Regions from separate parts of the Mus musculus genome. Here region 2 is linked to region 1. The links are chromatin contacts, called in public Hi-C maps. All regions are on one chromosome and are shown on one strand. Each heading gives the region's core, a stretch centred on a gene start, on an enhancer-like site or on the middle of the called end of the contact. The rest is flanking DNA. Distances are from core to core; before and after follow the strand shown. Region 1 has its middle 96 kb from the start of Golim4. Region 2 holds the start of Golim4 (golgi integral membrane protein 4).

Region 1 (6,785 bases), core at 1,701-4,200:
CAGAAAGAATGGAAACAGACAACCTCAGGAAGTAGGAGGTGGAGGGACCTTCAGAATGTACCAGAGACATGGAAGATGAGAGAATCTTAGGACTCAAATGGAGGAACCTTAAATGAAATTCCCTACAGTGGAGAGAGAGAGCTTGTAGAGTCCACCTCCAACAGAAAGACAGGGCATCAAGTGGAAGAATGGGATTGCCATCCCACAGTCAAAAACTCTGACACAGAATTGTTCCTGCCTGAAAGAACTGCAGGGACAAAAATGGAGAAGAGACTGAGGGAAAGGAGGTCCAGTGACAGGTTCAAATTGGGATCTAGCTCAAGGGAAGTCTCCAAAACCTTACACTATTACTGATGCTGTGGTGTGCTTACAAACAAGAACCTAGCATGACTGCTCTCAGAAAGGCCCAAAAAGCAGCTGAAAGCATCAGTTGCAGATTTTTACACTCAATCAATGGACAGAAGCTGGTGACCCCTATATTCAAATTAGGAAGGAAAAACTGGAAAAAGCTGTGGAGGAGGGCAACCCCATAGGAAGACCAGCAGTCTCAACTAACCTGGAGCCCTGAGATGGCTCCGACACTGAGCCACCAACAAGTAGCATAAACCTGGTAGCTGATACGAGGCCCCCAACACATACATAGCAGAGAAATGCCTGTTCTAGCCTCAGTGAGAGATGATGCACCCAACCCTCAACAGACTTGAGGCCCCAGGGAGTGGGGAGGCACAGTGGGGTGGGAGTGGGTGATGGAGATATCCTCTTAGAGGTGGGAGTTTGGAAGAGATATGGGATGTGGAACAGTCATAGGGCGGACCAGGAGGAGGGATAACGACTGGACTGTTAAAAAAAAAATTAAAGAAAAAAAAAAGGAAGAAGATTTTTCATTACTTGCTCAATAACAGTCAGGTTCGCAAAGGAACTCATTTATACCCCTTAAGGAGTAATACTCCAGCATGCTTGCACAATATATATCAATGAAGTGTGTGCTTTTATCGTTGGTCAGTGAGGACAGTAAACAAAGTACAATGGTGTGAAACTGGAACAAATCTTAATTGTGATGGTTGGCATAGGGGGACAGAGATGCAGCTGCACAGCTTTTCTTCACAGTTTTATTATGTAAGAAAATAAACTACTGTAGTCCATACTTCTCTCCATATTCAGATAAAGTTTCCAAATCAATGTATTAGTATTAGCAGAATACCATGGAGGGACTAATCACTGTGTGCTGATAACTGTCTTAGCAAATTCTCTAGGATAGTGAGCCACCTGTAAGCACACACCAGGCCTCAGCTGCTATCCTAAGGTGGGCTGATCTTCTCCTGTCTCTTCCACTCCCACCCTGAGCACTGTTTCACATCCTCTCAGCCCTACCACTCTGGACCTCCCTGTTGGTTTATTTCAGCACCATAAACAGAGCAAACAACCGTCTGTTCACAGCACTGCAGCATTTGAAAGATTGTTGGTTCTCTGTGAGCTAGTGTCCTCTTTTATTCATGATTTCATTAAGTCAGGACTCTGTCCTCTCCCCCCCTGAGAAGTTTTAATTAGTGAATCCGGGCCCTTTGGAAAAAGATTGAAACAGGCTGAGAAATAATGACCTATTATCTACTAGATAATAACAGCTTGAGAACTAGGGTCAATTTTGTTCTTTATCTTCCCAGGAAATTCATCTCAACATCTCTAATGTGCTAAAAAACATTTTTTCCTTGAGGGTGAAGAGAGCTATTAAGCTCACATTCTCATTCTGTAAAGTTGAAAGCACTTAGTAGAATTAGAAGGGGGCAGTTTCCACAGCCAGACATCTGGACCTAGATGGTCGTATGTCCATACATGGAGAGAGCAGCCGATAAAGCACTTTCCCGAAACAATCATTTAAGTTGCTTAGAATCAAAAATTGCTATGAAGAAAATGGAGGCAAAGCAGGCCCATTGTTTTAAAATCTTTAGGAGTAAACTTAATTTCCTCTTTGAGTATGTCATAATTATTAAAAATGTTAATGACACAAACCATCCTAAAAATGCCTTTACTCCCAAGGCTTTATATCACTGAATTACACTCCTCAATAGGGAACTCAACGTCAGCCACAGATGTTTAAATTTCTAAAGAAATAATAATTCTGCCTTCAGTTTTTATGAAGTTTCTTTTCACATTTGAGCCAAGCATACACATCCAGAGCCATGCAGTCTAGGCACATATTTTAAAGCAGTGTATACTCAATTCAACCCAGACCCCTGACCATGTCACAAACATATTATGGGAAAATTCTCTCCAATTTCTTTGTCAAGCAAGAATTTAAGAGATTCTAAGAGGATATATACACTAAACTGGATATGTAATAAATTAATCCATCCACAAAGCAGGTCTTACTCGAGTGGGAGGAAGGGATGTTTCATTCAGGAGCCAGTATGTATGACTGTGTCCTGGAATACAAGTCACCTCAAATTCCATCTTCCAAATTGCTAACAGGCTTGTAAAGTTTTTGTACATACAGAAGAAATGAGAGTCACAAATCAAGACAGTTTTCAAATACTTCTGGTGGAAACATTAGTTGGGTGATATTCAAGTGAGGAAATCTCTGCTGTAGAACTCAGGTGCTATGCAATGTGGTCTTCTTGGGGTTGGAAGAAGCTAGTAGTGTTTTTACATTAGTACATGCAAAGTTGGTGTACCCCAGAGTATAATCACAAGGATATTATGGCAGAGACACATAGTCAATGAGTGGGTAAAGGGTTAGCTATAACTCAAGACAAAAACTTGACACTAGGTCTGCGACATTCCAACCCTCCATAGTGACAGAAGTCCAGTTAGTCAATCCACCTTGTAGAATCTTTAACACAACTGTGGCCTCTTTTATTATAGCTACGTCAGCTCTCGCATGTCTGAACACTTGGTACCCAGCTGATGTTGTTGACTGTGGTAGAATCTTACTGGAAGAAGTGGATGACTGGGGCTGGCAGGGAGATTTCATGGCCACACTCCACTTCCCACTTCCCCTCTCATCTTTGACTAACTAGCCACTGTCATGCCTGCTGGCATATGGAAAGCATCTACTATACCCTAAGCCAGAGAAAATCTGCTCCATTTAAATTTCGTCTTACCAGATATTAGGTCACAGCAATGCAAAATATTGTGAATACAACCAGAAGAAATCGTGAAATCTCATGTTTTTATCTCTATTCTGGCATAAGTATCAGTATGTCTCCCATGTCTCCCACAAGTATCTTCAGACACACCCCTAGTAACTTGCTTACCCCAATAATTTAAACACAGTTTAAACTACCATTTTGCAACCTTACTTCACCCGGGAAACCCTTCCTCCCACAGCACTCTCCAACCTGCCGAAAGACGTGCTGTTTATAGCTTTCCTAATTAGTACTTAAGGATAATATCATCCATTACTCTAATTTTATGAGAATTTATTGACATCCTTTTGGCGGTGACTATAAGACTCACTTTCAGATAGCAGATGTGATAGAAGAAAATTGAGACACATTGAGGCACGTGGGGAAGGAATGTGAGTGTGCAGCCTTACCCCGGCTGAGGACACTGTTGAATTGGAGTTAAGGAACATCTGGTCCGTCTCGCTGTAGTGAAGGGTAGAACCCCCGCCCTCAGGACAGCTGCACCACAACAAACAGACTGGCTGGATTACAGCCGCCCTCTGTGGCAGCCGGATTCCCACGCGTCTTCCTTTCCTTTGGCGGTTACCCAAGTTTACTCAGTCCTCCCTCTCCATCACCCACACACTACTGGTCAACATGAACAGCAGAGGGCTGACCAGCACTGAGTGATGGATTCAGAGCCACAGGACACTTCTGATCACCCGCCCTCACCCTAGGTCCGTTGTGAGGACCTAGCTCTGTCTAGGTTAGAGAAATACGATGAAGGCCACTCACCAGCTCTGGCTAGTGTACTTCTGTCTGTTGCTGCAGATGGTCCAGGAAGTACAGGTGGCCTGAAAGATCAACAGTTAACAAAGGGTTATCTTTAGAAACAGAAAACTATAACTGAGGTGTGCTCAAGATAACTGTCACATTTTACCTGGGACAGTATCATTTTGGATGAGTTCTAAGATGAAAAAAAAATCGGACGGTTTTTATGACCAGTAAATATCACAGGACTTCATGTACAGAACTGAGCAAACCCGCACATGTCAAAACTCCATCAATATTATAATACACTTAAAGTATTTACTGTGTGCATATTATTTCTGCTTTTGTTGAAATAGGATCTTTCTTTGGAGTCCAAGCTTTCCTAGAACACACCGATGAACTCAGGCTAAGCAGGACAAGCATGCTTTAAACTTGTGATCCTTCCTTCTATCTCTACTTGCTAAATTTGATTAACTTTAAAACAAAAGACAAAAACAACAAAAATATATCAGTATACTACCTGAGAAAAAACTACTCACTAAATTTATATTGGTCCAAGAGCCCTGCCAATAAGAAAACCAGAATATGCCTCAGTGCTTAGAAGCCCTTATGGCTCTTGTAGAGGACCTAATTTCAGGGTGCAGCCCTCACAAGGCAGCTTACAACCTACTGAACCTCCAGTTCCAACGGATCTGGTGCCCTCTTCTGGCCTCTGGCGGCACTACAGGCACAGGGTACATAGACATACGCAGGAAAACCCAGATACAAAACAAAAACATATTTTATTTTTTTAAAAAGTCTTCTGTAAAAAGAAAAGAAAAATCAATTGCAGTTTACAAAACATTTGTAACTACCAAGCTACTTAGTGTTCGCCAGAAGCCACATGAAAATCAACATGAGGTCAAGAACTTCCCAGTCTTTTCCATGTTAGCATCATCACTAAACAATCACAGGCACTCGTTGCAGGCGCTTGTTGCCTTTCCTTTCCCTTCTGTTGCTGTTGTTGAGAGATCCTGTTGTTGCGGTTGTTGATGATGATGATGACGACGACGACGACGACGACGACGACGACGACGACGGTGGATTCTCCCCACCCCTAGTGTACACACACACACACACACACACACACACACAAGCTCTACCATTACTGCATTTTTTTTTTCAGTTTTTTCCTTTCATTGGATATTTTCTTTATTTACATTTCAAATGTTATCCCCTGTCCAGGTCTCCCCTCCGGAAACTCCCTATCCTATCCCTCTTCCCCTGCCTCTATGAGGGTGCTCCTCCACTCATCCACCCACTCCAGTCTTCCAGCCCTGGCTTTCCCGTACACTGGGGAATTGAGTACCCTAAGGCCATTTATGTATATTATTTGGTTGGTGGTCCAGTTGCAGGGAGCTGCCAGGGGTCTGACCAATTGACACTGCTGTTCCCCCAATGGGGTGGAAACCCGTTTCCCAGCTCCTTTAGTCCCTTCTCCAACTTTTCCACCTGGGACCCCATGCTCAGTCCACTATTGCAGATGCCAGGAAGTGCTTGCTGACAGGAGCCTGATATGGCTGTCTCCTGAAAAACTCTGCCAGAGCCTGACAAATACAGAGGTGGATGCTCGCAGTCACTGCTACATTTTTAAACAAAGTATGTTTTAATAGGCTCTCCTTTCCCTATCTCCTCCATCCCTGCTACCCCTAATCCACTTCAAGTCTCTGCTGCACATGTCCTTTGGTCCACCCCATCCTCCCTTATCACCTAATTACCTCGCTCCTCTTCGTCTCTTTGTACTTTAGGTTTTATATCCATTTACGTACAATTTCTATATACACAATATTACAAACTCAGACTCATTTGTGAAAGAGAATATGGTTTTTGACTCTGACCTTTGGTCACCTCACTTAATATACTTTTAAAATCCATGCATTTTTCCCTACAAATAACATGATGCTTCCCCTTTCAGTGAAATAAAATTTTATTATGTACATGCACCCCCTTTTCTTCATCCATTCACCTGTTTAGGCCACTTTCCTCACTATCCTGAAAAGTACAACAAGAAACATGGATGTGGGTTTGTTTGGATAATGTGACAGCCAAAATTATGTTTTAAATTTCGATTCCTCTTCCTAAGAGGTTCATAGAACAAACAATGCCTCTAACCTGTAAGCCCCTTGCACAAGGACAGACACTCTCTGAAATGCTGGAGGCTACTGTCTATGTACGATAACAAGCCACATGTTCCACTCCTCTAAACAAGTTTGTATGACCCAACTGCACCTCGTGTGCTTGTTCAGATGTAGGTGGGTGGTTTGTAGGCAGGAAATATGTCCAGATGTATGCTGACCCCTGATTGAACATAGACAGGAGGTATGCAGGCAAAAAGTACATCAGAATGTATGTATGCTTGCCCCTGGTTGGACCAAGTGGGCTTGCCTTTGTAACCCTCCGCAAAATGGGACTCAATGCCATTTTCTTGGAACCCCAGAATAGACTTGTCCAGAGTTCATCATTTTAGCCAGTATTTAATTAAAGCTTGCTGCAAATTTGTCTCAAAGTTGACATAGTGATCTTATTCCCAAACAGTGGGATTACTAATATATGCCCAGGAACAGTATAGCTGGGTCACAGGAAGTTCTTTCAGTTTTTGATGAACCCCCAAACTGATTTCCATGATGGCTCTGCTTGTTTTCATTCCCCACAATTGTGAAAAAGGTCCTCACCTGCATTTATTGTGATACCATAAGGACTGGGTGAGGTGCATCCCAAAGTAACTTTAAATTGCATTTCCCCAATGACAAAGCATGTTGCTCATGTACATTGGCCATTTGCATTGCTTCTCTGAGAAGAATCTATTCACTTCTTTAGTTTATGTGTTGTTTGGCAAGTGTGTGTGTGTGTGTGTGTGTGTGTGTGTGTGTGTGT
Region 2 (6,785 bases), core at 2,149-4,648, 97 kb after region 1:
TTAACTATGCTCTCTTAACACCTGCGTACCACTTGACACAGACACTGTTACTTCAACTTTTCCAAGAGTCATGTTTTAAAAGAAGGCCACTCAAAATTAACGCTGACCTTTATCCAAGTCATGTTAAGAGATCTATCTCATTTACCTAAGCAAGGCTTAAACAAAGGTGAGAGGGACAGAGAGACAGGAGGGAGGGAGGGAGAGTTTCAGGAGATGGTGCAGGCAGTAAAGTGCGGCCTGCAGACCTACACTTTTCTCTCTAACCCTATGGCTGTGGCGGAGAGACCCGCAGATACCCAAAGCCAGCCAGCCTAGCTAAATCAATAACCGGCTCAGGTTCAGTGGAAGATGCCATCTCAAAATGTAAAGGTGGAGAAAGAACAAATGGGAAGAGACAGATGACATTAGTCTACGAGTTCTGCACTCATGAACACTCACATGTAGACATACACATCAAAAACAAACAAGTAAATAAATAATGGGGGGAAAAAAAAGAATGAAATCAGACACTCTGAAAGCTCATCTATGATGGTGGTGTGTGTGGCATCACAGGGTAAAATACCATCTGTCCTAGGGAAGGAAAAACAAGAGCTGCATGCTTTCAGAAACTGTTCCTTATTAAACAGCACAGAGACACAGACGTGGACATTAATGTTGCTAAAAGCAAGCCTGAATGTGTGTGTGTGTGTGTGTATGTGTGTGTGTGTGTGTTTAAATAAGCAGAAACTTTAGCCAGCTTGTGAACTAATTCTTCCTACACAATCATTGCAACTGTTGCAAGGCCAAGGCAACAGTTAAGTAACATTTCAGGGGCACAGTACACTATGGCTCAACAGCTCAGCCAGGCAAGTGCTTGCTTGCTATGCAAGTTTGACTACCTCAGTTTGGATCCCCAGGACCAGTGTAAGAACCCAGGTGTAGTGGTGTGTGCCTGGAATCTGGGTGCTGGGCCGTAGGGGGTGAAAACCGAATATCCTTGGAGCTCACTGGCCAGACAGTCTAGCTGAATCAGTGAGATCAAAGCTTGAATCAAGTGACCCTGTCTCAAGAAATAAGGTGGAGAGTGAAAAACAAACATTGGCCATCTCACCACACACACACACACACACACAAACACACACACACACACACACACTAAAACTCATGTGGAAGGCATGATTTTCTAAATAAATAAGCAAGTATCCACCGTTCTCATACCAACAACTCATAGGTAAATTTCCATACTTTAAACTTTTTCTTTTAAATATAAAAACTATCAAAAACAAGCTTTCCCTCTGAAGGAAGCCCAGCCACATATTTTCATTGGCTGGAGCCATGCAGCACCAAGATGCTAAAAATACTTTCTTTTCTTTTAAGTTGGGACAAACAAATCAGACCAAGCAAATAATTGCATATCATTTCTCCCATCTTAAGTCTCTTACTAGAAAATGCTCTGCATAGCTCGGTCAAAGCAAAGGATCTGTTTTATATTTGTACACACACCCACTGTCAGAAATACCCCCTTCAGCTTATTTTTGCCCAGGATGATTCAATAAGCTATATTTGCATTCACAGCAAGGATGGTCAGCATTTAGGTAGGACTTTATTTCTCACTTGCTTTGTATTGGAGAGAGAGAGAGCTTCATGAGTGGTGAAAACAAACCAGCAAGACAGGCCAAATCATTCATAAAAATGCATACAACGAGTATGACCTTAATGGAACCACAAAGTGTTTCCATGCACTCACTCGGGAATCATCTAGACCGTGGAAACTCAGTGTGATTCTTAAAATGAAAGGCTACGAGCTGCGAACACCTTGCCCAAGCTGAGTCGTCTGTGGCTGGCAAAGGGAAATTTTATGTTTCTTCTTTTAGACTTCTCACAGCTAACTCTAAAACACGCGTGTGCCTTCCTGAAGATGCACACACAGGGTTCTACAGATCAGCTAAATAAAGGTTTCTCCAGGGAGACAAGCCTTTTAAAAGCAAATATCTGTAGGATAACCTACAGTCAAGTGGTGGTGTGGACTTTACCATCACTCCCAACATTTCTCAAGTTAACTACTAAATGAACAAACGTAATAACAAGAGCACTAATCACAACACAAGCTTGCAGGTTCCGTTCATGAGTCACTAGTGTATATAGTCTCTTTTTTCCCCCCTTGAAAAAGAACACGGGTTAGAAAATGTCTGCATAATTCTTTATGTCTACAAACCAAGGCTTGCCTCTTGGGAAAGGATTGGCAGATGTAGCAGAAGGGCTGTTTGCCTAGATTGCAGCTGGGCCTTTGACAAGTGCTTCGGGTAAAAGACTTGGTGTTGTATGTACCCACCAAACGCCAGGCAGGACCGTGCGCTGGTGCTGTGGATTTCAAAGATAACTCCTGGGAGGAAGCTGGAAAATCAGGATATTATCTCCCACACATACGCTCAGAAGCCAACATCCCCGCGGCCGCTCCCTCAGATGCGCCAGAAGGTCAATGAGTGGTACCTGCAAAGCCAACTAACTATCCACCAAGCTACTTTTCCAGCACCAGCACCAGCTCAGAGAGAAGTTGGCGGTGCGCTTCCCCTTAACTGTACCTTGCAACTGGGCAGAGAGAGAGTCCTGGTGCTGCTGGTACTTGAGCGCCACTGCCTCAGCTTTGCGCAGCTGCGTCTGCAGTTCCAAGTAGAGCATCGCGCCATAGAGGAAGCCGAAGACCACCGTGAGAAGCAGCAGCGTCTGGAAGATCCGCTTCTGCTTTCGGGAGCACATCCCGTTTCCCATAGTCCCTCCTGTGCCCCGCGCTGCGGCGGCGGGAGCCGTCGTGTCCTCGGTCCTCGGCTGCGTCGGACAGCTCAGCAACGGCCACCGCGAGAAGTAGCTGGACACGGCATGAGCAGAAGACGCGAGACACAAAAGCCGGACCAGAGAGGAAGAGGCGGCCGCTCAGCCCCCGCGGCCGGCTGGGCGCCAGGTCATCGACGCCACCCGGCCAGCAGCCACCAAACTTCTGCGATGTCGGATTTCCGCGAGTGGCTGGGCCCGCGTGGAGTCTCTTTGCATACTTCAGAGCCCGCTGCCCTTGCTACTGGTCCCCGCGCGCAGCCGGCTTGGTTTTCCCTACTCCCCACTTTTTGGCCTCGCTGTCCCCACCGTCAGTCCCCGCCCCTCGCGCCGGCTCCCGCTGCTGGACTTTGTCGCTACCACTGGTAGGGGACGCGCGCCCAACAAAGGGACCTGGCTCCAGGCGGCGTCCCCTTGAACGGTCCCTCGGTATTGATGAAGAGATGGGGACTGGTTGGTCTGGTCAGGTTAAGGGGGGTGGTGGGCTGGTGTCACTGATCTGGAAGCTCCAGCCGCCCGCCACCTCCCACCCAACTTACGTGTCACCCACGGCCCCGCTATCATGGCCAACGGGATTCCGGGAGGAAGTCCCACTCGGGCTCCCCGCTCATTGGGCCCGCGCAAGCCACCGCTCCCTCCTTTCGGGGAGCTAATGCTGGGCTCCATTGGACGCCAGCTTTGTCCGTCCCGCCCCGGGCCGCGCCTACCCTCTCAGCTCTGGGCAGGCTCTGAGCTCCGTGGGCCGCGCGGCCGCCTGGCGCCTGGGTGCGCCCACGTGGAGCCTGGATGGGTGCGGAGGGGTGGAGGAGCCTGGTTGGGAGGGCTAGGGACTTGTCCTGGCCTGAGGCTTGGTGATCATTGCGCATGTGTGTGCATGTATGTCCCAGCACTTGGAATGCACGTGGAGCAAGAGTACAGTGCTTATATGCACACCAACAACCGCAAAGCAACCGTGGGTGCACTCTGCTTAGCCCTGCTCATTTCTTACCCTACATAATGAGTTCAGCTTATGAACACTTTGTTCTTCTCACATTCTCTCAAGGACTGCCTACTGAGTCTTGTCCCATTAGAGGCACTAGGCTATGTGCAAAAATGGTAGAAAGTAAGCTGGGACCCTGAAGCTCACTTGACTGTCTACATGGGGTGGGGAAAGCACTTTGTTGGCAGAAGGAAAGAAATGATCTCATGTTTCCTCTGGCTGCAAATGGAATAATTTTAAAAACAAATCTTACAGGCTGAAATGAGTATGCATTCATCTTGCTGTGTGTATTTCTCTTAATGGTAGCAGAAAAAAAAATCAGTTACATTTTTAAATTACATTTTCAAGGCCAGCAAAACCCACTACGTTTAACAAAAAGTTAGACAGGCATAATAACGCCAAACCACTTCAAAGAAATCCACAGTGCATTTCTTTCTTCAATATAATCAGGGTGTGTGTGGAATTGAGGTTATGCATAAATGATAAATTTGTTTCTCCTCTTGACCTGAATTCTAAGAGAAATAAATTATTTCTGAAAAGTATCAGTTGTGCAGTGGCACTTTTACATTCTGCATATTGCATTCTACATATTTTTTTGTGATATCCTGCCCGTGTTTTAGTCATCACAATTAATTATGGGGAATGAGTGCTTTAAACGAAGGAGATCTGCTTAAACCAGATTCATTTTCAAGACAGTTCCTGTGTTGAATGTTTTTAGGTCAGTCCTGAAATCATAGGTTAACAAGAGCCACACAGGCAGACCAGGGCATTTCTCTCACTGTAAAAAATAAGTGAGACTGGTGGTATATGCACTTAGCTAATAAAAATCACATTATGTTGGTTCCAAATGCTCTTACACTGAATCTTAGCCAGGACATTCGATTTACGAGTTGGAAACAAAGAATCTAAATTTGGCCAATATGACCATAATACTTGTAGTCTCTTCTAGGTCTTGTAAAAAGATACTTCCTCACTAAAGGAGAATTTTATCAGAATCTTATCCTTTCTACCTTTTCCTTCTGTAGAAAACAAATCATGACTCCGTTTAAACATGTAACCTAAGTGTGAAACTATGCCAGACCTGGTAGGACAACCTGTAATCAGAGATACCGGGGAGATCGAGGCAACAGGATTCCAGGATCAGAATGGGCAATTGAGAGAGACCTTGTCTCAAATCAAAAGTCAAACGAGGGCTAGGGATGATGCCTTACTGTTGCAACATTTACCTAGAACACTGTAGACACTGAGTTCAATCCTCAGTCTCGGAGAAAAGAAAGAATGCTTAATTTAAAGGGAAAATGGTCTAAAGCAGCTCAAGTCTGCTTCCTGGTGATGGTGTAGCTCCCATAGTCTCCAGTCTTGTGGGATTTACCATCATTTAAGGTTTCCTCTTTCCGTTTTACTCATAGCAATTGGGAGACATTAGTGGGATTTCTTTAGAATTCCTCAGAACTAAATATGCCCATAAACGGCAAGATATCTGTAAAAATTCTCTAAGGAAATGAATTTTTTCAGCAATAATCTTAGTCTATACTTGAATATGTGATTATTCTGGGTACACACACACACTCACACACATGCGTGCACGCACGCACAGGAAATGTACAGAACAGGGAGGATGGAAAGACCACTCAGAAAATACACAGGCAAATGGATGGACCTGGAGGGTATCATCCTGAGTGAGGTAACCCAATCACAAAGGAACTCACACAATATATACTCACTGATAAGTGGATATTAGCCCAGAAACTTAAAATTCCCAAGATATAAGATACAATTTGCTAAACGCATGAAACTCAAGAAGAACGAAGACCAAAGTGTGGACACTTTGCCCCTTCTTAGAATTGGGAACAAAACATCCATGGAAGGAGTTACAGAGACAAAGTTTGGAGCTGTGTCAAAAGGTTGGACCATCTAGAGCCTGCCATATCCAAGGTTCCATCCGATAATCAGCTTCCAAACGCTGACACCATTGCATATACTAGCAAGATTTTGCTGAAAGGACCCAGATATAGCTGTCTCTTGTGAGACTATGCCAGGGCCTAGCAAACACAGAAGTGGATGCTCACAGTCAGCTTTGGATGGATCACAGGGCTCCCAATGGAGGAGCTAGAGAAAGTACCCAAGGAGCTAAAGGGATCTGCAACCCTATAGGTGGAACAATATTATGAACTAACCAGTACCCCGGAGCTCTTGACTCTAGCTGCATATGTATCAAAAGATGGCCTAGTCGGCCATCACTGGAAAGAGAGGCTCATTGGACTTGCAAACTTTATATGCCTCAGTACAGGGGACGCCAGGGCCAAAAAGTGGGTGTGGGTGGGTAGGGGAGTGGGTGGGAGGGTATGGGGGACTTTTGGGATAGCATTGGAAATTTAAATGAGGAAAATACCTAATAAAAAGTATACAAAAAAAAAAAAAGAAAAAAGAAAATACACAGGTATTCTGATGTATTTCCAACCTCTGGAAAATGTATGTGCTTCCTGAATTCACAATTCCTACTTTAAACCTTTGATTTGATAGCAACCATTTCATTCCTGTTTCTTAACTTCTTCTTTGCCTGAAGCAGTCATCTGATTCTACAGAATATAATAAAGGTCATAAAACACAACTCAATATTTTAGTCATAAAACTTGAAAGACAAGAAAATTATTACCTGAACTTACTCATTATTTCAAGTTCAAGAAGGGTTTGCAGAAGTACATAAAATCACTAATGGCAGTGTCTTTATGATATTACATTTTCAAGGAGACCAATGCCTCTAGATTCTTGACTATACAAGTATAGAGCTTTTGAGCAGCCAACATAGGAGGCATCCAGAGACTACATATTAAATTTACATAGCCATGCCTTTGGGTAGAGTTTATAATATATGAGCTACTTTCACTGGTCTTAGAAGGTCTATTGTTAGTTGTATTTTATTTTTGCTTCCTTATTGTTTAAAAGTACTTTGCAAGTAAATATCTATACATCATATATATTTACAACGGAAGCATAT

The links. A called contact is a pair of places that touch in the nucleus more often than the background predicts.
Region 2: a Hi-C map of muscle stem cells shows a contact between it and region 1, with 2.0 times the contacts expected there. The contact joins the promoter of Golim4 here to the enhancer-like site in region 1. A contact is called at or near these places in 3 of 484 Hi-C or Micro-C datasets (muscle stem cells, nephron progenitors and uterus), 1 of 115 datasets of contacts at active chromatin or transcription factors (embryonic stem cells) and 1 of 9 other capture datasets (liver).

What each region holds. Positions count from the first base shown.
Region 1 is chr3:75,857,316-75,864,100 of GRCm38.p6, forward strand. No RefSeq gene overlaps it. Among named protein-coding and RNA genes, the nearest start is that of Golim4, 96 kb to the right of the region's middle. Within about 2 kb of position 2,951, at least 19 of the 459 cell types and tissues checked have an H3K27ac peak or open chromatin away from gene starts, as enhancers often do. A contact at or near this core is called in muscle stem cells, where this site is marked.
Region 2 is chr3:75,953,551-75,960,335 of GRCm38.p6, forward strand. Golim4 (golgi integral membrane protein 4) reads right to left here and starts at 3,399. Exons shown (of 16, transcript NM_001291069.1): 1 at 2,562-3,399. The coding sequence starts at 2,748.